2 separate regions of the Mus musculus genome follow, and region 1 is linked to region 2. The links are chromatin contacts, called in public Hi-C maps. All regions are on one chromosome and are shown on one strand. Each heading gives the region's core, a stretch centred on a gene start, on an enhancer-like site or on the middle of the called end of the contact. The rest is flanking DNA. Distances are from core to core; before and after follow the strand shown.

Evidence for each region. A called contact is a pair of places that touch in the nucleus more often than the background predicts.
Region 1: a Hi-C map of bone marrow-derived macrophages shows a contact between it and region 2, with 24 read pairs. The contact joins two enhancer-like sites. A contact is called at or near these places in 2 of 15 datasets of contacts at CTCF or cohesin (the NIH/3T3 cell line and large pre-B cells), 7 of 484 Hi-C or Micro-C datasets (the 63-12 cell line, Th17 cells, bone marrow-derived macrophages and 4 more) and 1 of 115 datasets of contacts at active chromatin or transcription factors (bone marrow-derived macrophages).

What each region holds. Positions count from the first base shown.
Region 1 is chr3:87,486,748-87,489,447 of GRCm38.p6, reverse strand. Gm40085 (predicted gene, 40085) reads left to right here. Exons shown (of 2, transcript NR_168327.1): 2 at 2,119-2,427. It also overlaps a transcript of Fcrl5 not described here. Among named protein-coding and RNA genes, the nearest start is that of Gm40085, 25 kb to the left of the region's middle. Within about 2 kb of position 1,312, at least 54 of the 459 cell types and tissues checked have an H3K27ac peak or open chromatin away from gene starts, as enhancers often do. A contact at or near this core is called in bone marrow-derived macrophages, where this site is marked.
Region 2 is chr3:87,225,633-87,228,696 of GRCm38.p6, reverse strand. No RefSeq gene overlaps it. Among named protein-coding and RNA genes, the nearest start is that of Fcrls, 36 kb to the left of the region's middle. Within about 2 kb of position 1,661, at least 1 of the 459 cell types and tissues checked has an H3K27ac peak or open chromatin away from gene starts, as enhancers often do. A contact at or near this core is called in bone marrow-derived macrophages, where this site is marked.

The DNA of each region.
Region 1 (2,700 bases), core at 63-2,562, 260 kb before region 2:
TACAAAAGGGGTGAGGCCCTATGTCTTCTCAAGAGGGAAAGACTGAGGCTGAAGGGGAAAGGGATGGAAACAGATGTCAGACCTGGAGCAGAGAAGTGAGGATTTCACACTGTGGTATCCATGCCTGAAACACAGGAGGTAACACTGTCTTGAAGCTGTGCTGTGAAAGAGGGGTCAGCTAGACTCTGGAGTCTGAGCTGGAGAGGGCTGCACTGGCCTGGGCTTCTCCAGTGAGCAAGGAGAGTTGTTGGTGTACACTTCTCTTCTGGCTCAGGGGCTCCTTTCCAGGTTCATTGCCACTAAGCAGAAGCCTTTTCAGGGCCTGGGTATGTCTTAAATCTATGCATGACATTTTATCACCTGTTCTCCTATAAAATATGAAAAAGTTGGATGAGAGTAACAGTGTGCAGAAAACCTCCTTATCATTCCTGGGTATTGATTCTTCCTCCTCTCTGACACGCTGCCTGGCCCTGGGTGTTGTGTTTCATTAAAAAAAAAAAAAAAAAAAAAAAAGAAAAGAAAAAGAAGTCAGGGATATGTTTGGTAGAGGCACAGTATGGTGCTGGGAAGGGGGTGCCTCTGTGGGCCCATGCTGAGGCATCCCGTCCCCCTGAGAGACCAGTCACACGATGGATATAGTATAGAGTAGAGTTTATTTTAGGGCATGGGGAGGGGAGTTGAGAGAGAGTTGAGAGTTGAGAAGGGAGGGAGGGAGGGTTGGAGGGAGGGAGGGAGAGAGAGAGAGAGAGAGAGAGAGAGAGAGAGAGAGAGAGAGAGAGAGAGAGAGGGAGAGAGAATAGAGGAGTAGAAGAGAAGAAGCCAGCCATAAACATGTGGAGAGATGGGGGAGGGGAATGGGGAGAGAAGGGACAGAGAGGGAAGAGGGTTAGAGAGCAAGAGAGTAAGAGAGCAAGAGAGTGAGGAGGGGGCAAGTAGCCCCTTTTATAATGAGTCAGACATACCTGGCTGTTGCCTGGTAACTGTGGGGCAGAGCCTAGAAGAAATGTTAACACACTGGGAATTATTTCATAATGGTTCTTAGCAAACCCTAAAAACCAGAGGAGGTGACCACCTTCAGGAGAGTATGTATTGTGGAGTAAGACACAGGCTCAAAGGAACAAATGTGACTCTTGTATGTGAGGAGTTTCCAGCTCCCAGTGAAAAGACTCTCAGCCTTCAGATTCAGGAAACTCAATGAAAACCCTCTTTATAAAAGAACAAACAGTTTCTAGAACTAAAAGATCCTATGCAAATATGATGTGGTTGGTTTCGTTTAGCATTCTGTCACTGAACCACATTGTGTGTATGTGTGTGTCTGTGTGTGTGTTGTGAAAGGAGAAATGAAACTATCAGGGGACTGGTGAGAAAGAAGCACTGAGTCAGAGGGTGGGGGTGGGGGAATGAATGCTCAACACACAAGAATGTATTCTTGTATGAAGTTTTCAAAAAGAAAAGAAACAAAATAGTAAGAGCTAATGAGCTGAATGGTAGGAAGGCTTTGACTCGTATTACAAAGAACCCCAGCCAGCAATGAACATCCAGTGAGTTTCATGCAGCTTAGTGGACTGGATAGAGCACATTTGTGAAATAGGGCTGTGGAATGATCAGTGAGCTCTTCAGCGTCATTTAAAATAGGGAGCTTTTGTGACAGAATGGAGACCATTCCATTTCTGGATGCTCTTTAGCAGGTGAAATATATTAAAGGGAATCTATAACAGGCTCTTAGACATTGCTCTTAATGAAAAGCACCAACTCCTCTCTGGGGCCTGTAAGGTGACTCAGAGCTGAGTGAAAGTCTAGCTTTTGGGACTTCAGTTTTTATTGTTCCCCACCCCCGACCCCGTTCCTTCAAACTTTATGCTTAACTGGACAGTTAACTTGGGCATGCTAATTACCGAAGGAACATCTGTCTGAGCAGCCGTGTGATGCATTGCTATAATTCTAGACATGGGAGGCTGAGGCTGGAGAATCACCAGTCAGAAGGCAGGCTTAAAACTGTCTCAAAAATGATAATACTCTCAGTTCTCTTCAAGGCTAAAGAAACAAAGATGTGTGTAATCAAAGAATGCTGCCACACCCTCATCAAGATTCTAAATCTGTGTTCATCTTGTATTCCAGACACATCAGAACCTACAAACAAATCATTCCATCATGAGATAGCCTAAGTAGGAGCAATCATCTCATGGGGAACAAGACTGCTCCCTTAGCAAGAAGGACTTCTTTGGGCCACATGGCTGAATCAGACTGTAGAGAATGAGTAACTGGAACACTCTTGGACCAAGATGGCTTACTTATATGTGCTTCTCATCACTGCCTCAATTCTTCCTCTATTTAATGTTAAAACTCATGCCAGGACCATGAAGGTGGGCTCCAGTGTTTTGTGCCTCTCTAAACAACTGTTTTGATAAAATATTTTCTTGCCTCTCATCTTACTTTTCTTTGCTTTCTTTGGTAAGTGGCTTAACCTGGTACATTGAACAGGAGCCAGCCTCTGGTCTTGAACTATAGTTACATACAATGTTGTCTTCAGGGCATTGGGCTTGGAAAAAAAAAAAGAAAATGGAAGACTAGAGACTCTTGCTTGCACTGTAGCTAACATCTAGGCTTCTATCAAAATTTGTGCTACCTGAAACTGAATAGATCCACTATAAGTCTTTTCCACACTACCCCATTAGGCACCCAGACTTTCCATGTCCTCCT
Region 2 (3,064 bases), core at 412-2,911:
TCCACACACCTACAGACACCTAATTTTTATAAAGAAGCCAGAAATACACACTGGAAAAAAGACAGCATCTTCAACAAATGTTGCTGGTCAAACTGAATGGCTGCACATAGAAGAATGCAAATAGATCCTCATGTATCACCCTGCAGAAAACTCAACTCCAAATGGATCAAAGACCTCAACGGAAGACCAGGTACACTGCATCTGACAGAAGAGAAAGTGGGGAAGAGTCTTGAACTCATTGACATAGAAAATGACCCTGATAGCAAGGGCACTAACAACAATTAACAAATGCGACCAAGTGATTCTGAAAAGCTTCTTATAGAAAAGAATACTATATTTGGACAAAGTGGTAAGATACAGAATAGAAAAGTATTTAACCAATTAAGCATCAAATAGCAGGTTAATATCTAACACATATAAAGAATTCAACAACCTAGACCTCAAGAAAACAAGCAACCCAATTAAAACTGGGGTACAGATGTAAACAGAGTTCCCAGGAGAGGAAACACAAATGGCTGAGAACTACTTAAAGAAATGTTCAACATCCTTAATCATCAGGCAATTGCAAGTTAAGCACTTTGAGATTTTATCTTATACCAGACAGAATGACCGGCATTAAGTAAACAGATGGCAGCCCATTCTGGTGAGGATGTGAGTAAGGGGGACACTCATCCACTGCTGGTGGGAGTGCCAATTTGTATACCCACTATGGGACTCAGGAAGGTGGTTCTTCAGGAAGCTGGGAATAGATCTACCTCAAGATCCATATACACCACTCTTGGACATAGACACAAATGATGCTCCATACCACTACAGAGACACTTACTCAAACATGTGCACTGCTACTCTATGCATCATAACCAAAAGTGCTCTCCACAAATGGAAGGTATGGCCCTATTACTGAAGACAATATCTACACAATTCAAGTGGCCAGCCCGAAAGTCACATACACGCAAGCACACTAAATGATCTCAGTAGGTTGTATTTGTGTGTGTATGTGCGTGCATGTGTGTGTGTGTGCGTGTGTCATGGTGAAAGCAAAAGAGGCCATAGATTTTAAATCGAATGGAGGGAGACTTGAGAAGACTCGGAGGGAGGAGATGAAGGGAGGAAGAGATATAAGTACAATATTCACATGAGTACAGGGTGATCACATGTTCATTCGGGAAATTTACTCATACACATAAATCTAAAAATAAATATCTTTTTAAAAGATAATGGACTCTTGTGCCTAGTGAAAGAAATTCAGAGTAACATTCCATCTTTGACATGGTTACTATTTCTCATCCAGGTCTATGTTGACAAAGAACAATGGGTAGGGCAGGGAGCTTTTTTTAAGTTTGATTTTTAAGGAAAAAAGCTTGAGCAACTCTGAAGGTGTAGCCAAGGTGCATGCTAAAACAGAAGGTGGTAATTGTTAATGCACATCTGCACTGTAGTGAACAGGAGAGAAAGCATCCAAGGACAACGCCCCGCCCACCGAAGGCACCAACCAAATCGTGGAAATGCAGATTAATTTAAGGAAGACAGCCTGAACTCTGCAACCTAAGGCAGTCCCCTCCTGGAAAAGAATTTCCTCCCCGGAGTTAGCATACTCAGCCAAGGGACACGGCTCCACCTAAATCTCCTGTCTTAGTTTCATTTCTGCAACTGTGATTGTATATCCTGAAAAGAAGAAATTTAGGGAAGGAAGGGCTTATTTCTGCCCACAGTTACAAGTTACAGTTCATCATAACAGAGGAATCAAAGTGACAGGAACTTAAAATAGCTAGTCATATTAAATCTATAGCCAAGAACAGAGAGAAATAAATGCATGCATGCTTACTGCTCTGCTTGCTTGATCCGCTCATATGGTTGAGAACTCAAGCCTAGGGAATGGAGCTGCCCACCTTTAGTCTGGGTCTTCTAACATTAACTAATGTAATCAAGACAACTTGCTATAGACATGTCCACAGGCCATCCTAATCCAGACAATCCTTCATAAAGACTTTCTTCCTAGATGACTCTAGATTGTATAAATAATTAAATTAACAGCCTAGCAGTGGTAGGGTGGTGTGCACCTTTAATCTCAGGACTCAGGAGGCAGAGGCAAGCAGATCTCTGAGTTCGAGGCCAACCTGGCCTACAGAGCAAATTCCAGGACAGCCAGTGCTACACAGAGAGACTCTGTCTCAATAAAACAAAACAAAACAAAGCAGGGCGGGGGAGAAACAATTACTATTCCTTTTCAACTAAACTCATTAGTCTGAGCCGTAACCCTTGGCCCCAAGTGTATGAAGTTTTTCTCATAATGTAAAATTTAGTTTACTTATAATCCCCCATAGTGTTTTAAAATCCAGATATTTTAAAAGTCCAAAGTCTCTTAATTGTTAAGTGCCTATAAAAATCTAAAATAAGTTATATACTTCTAACTTACAATGGTGCAAAGTAAATATACATTTTCCAAAAGAGTTAGGGGCATAATACAATAATACCAAAACAGAAACAAAATCCCTCATAGCAAATGCTAAATCCTGAAGTTCTGTGTCTGGACCTGGGCTGCAGAGTATCATCTTCTGGGCTCCAAAGGCTTCAGGCAGTGCTATTCTTTCAGCCTTGTCTGAAGTACACAGAGATTCTTCTCTCTTAGGCTTAGGCCAGCTCCATTCCAGATCCTCATCTCTGCAGAGTCAATGTCTGATGGCCCGGGCATCTCCAATATGCTGCAGTTATGACTGCAACTGACTCATCTCAGCTTCAGTCACTAGACCTCTCCGGCTCTCTATATAAGGACCTAACCCTGCCACACAGTGCCTGGTCTTAGATGCCCTGCATGATTTCCTCAATATTACATCTCTCATGACTTCAAAATCGGTACCACACGGACAGTGCTTATCTTAGCTTTGTCTTGCTGTGTGCAAGCTTATGTTTCCTCATCACAGTCATTCATCAATGGAAGTTAGAGAGGAACGCACGGCAGGATGGAGGAATGGAAGTAGAAGACACAGAGGAATGCTGCTTACCGGCTTGCTTTCCCTTGGCTTGCTCAGTGTGCTTTCTTATAGCTCCCAGGACCACCAGCCCA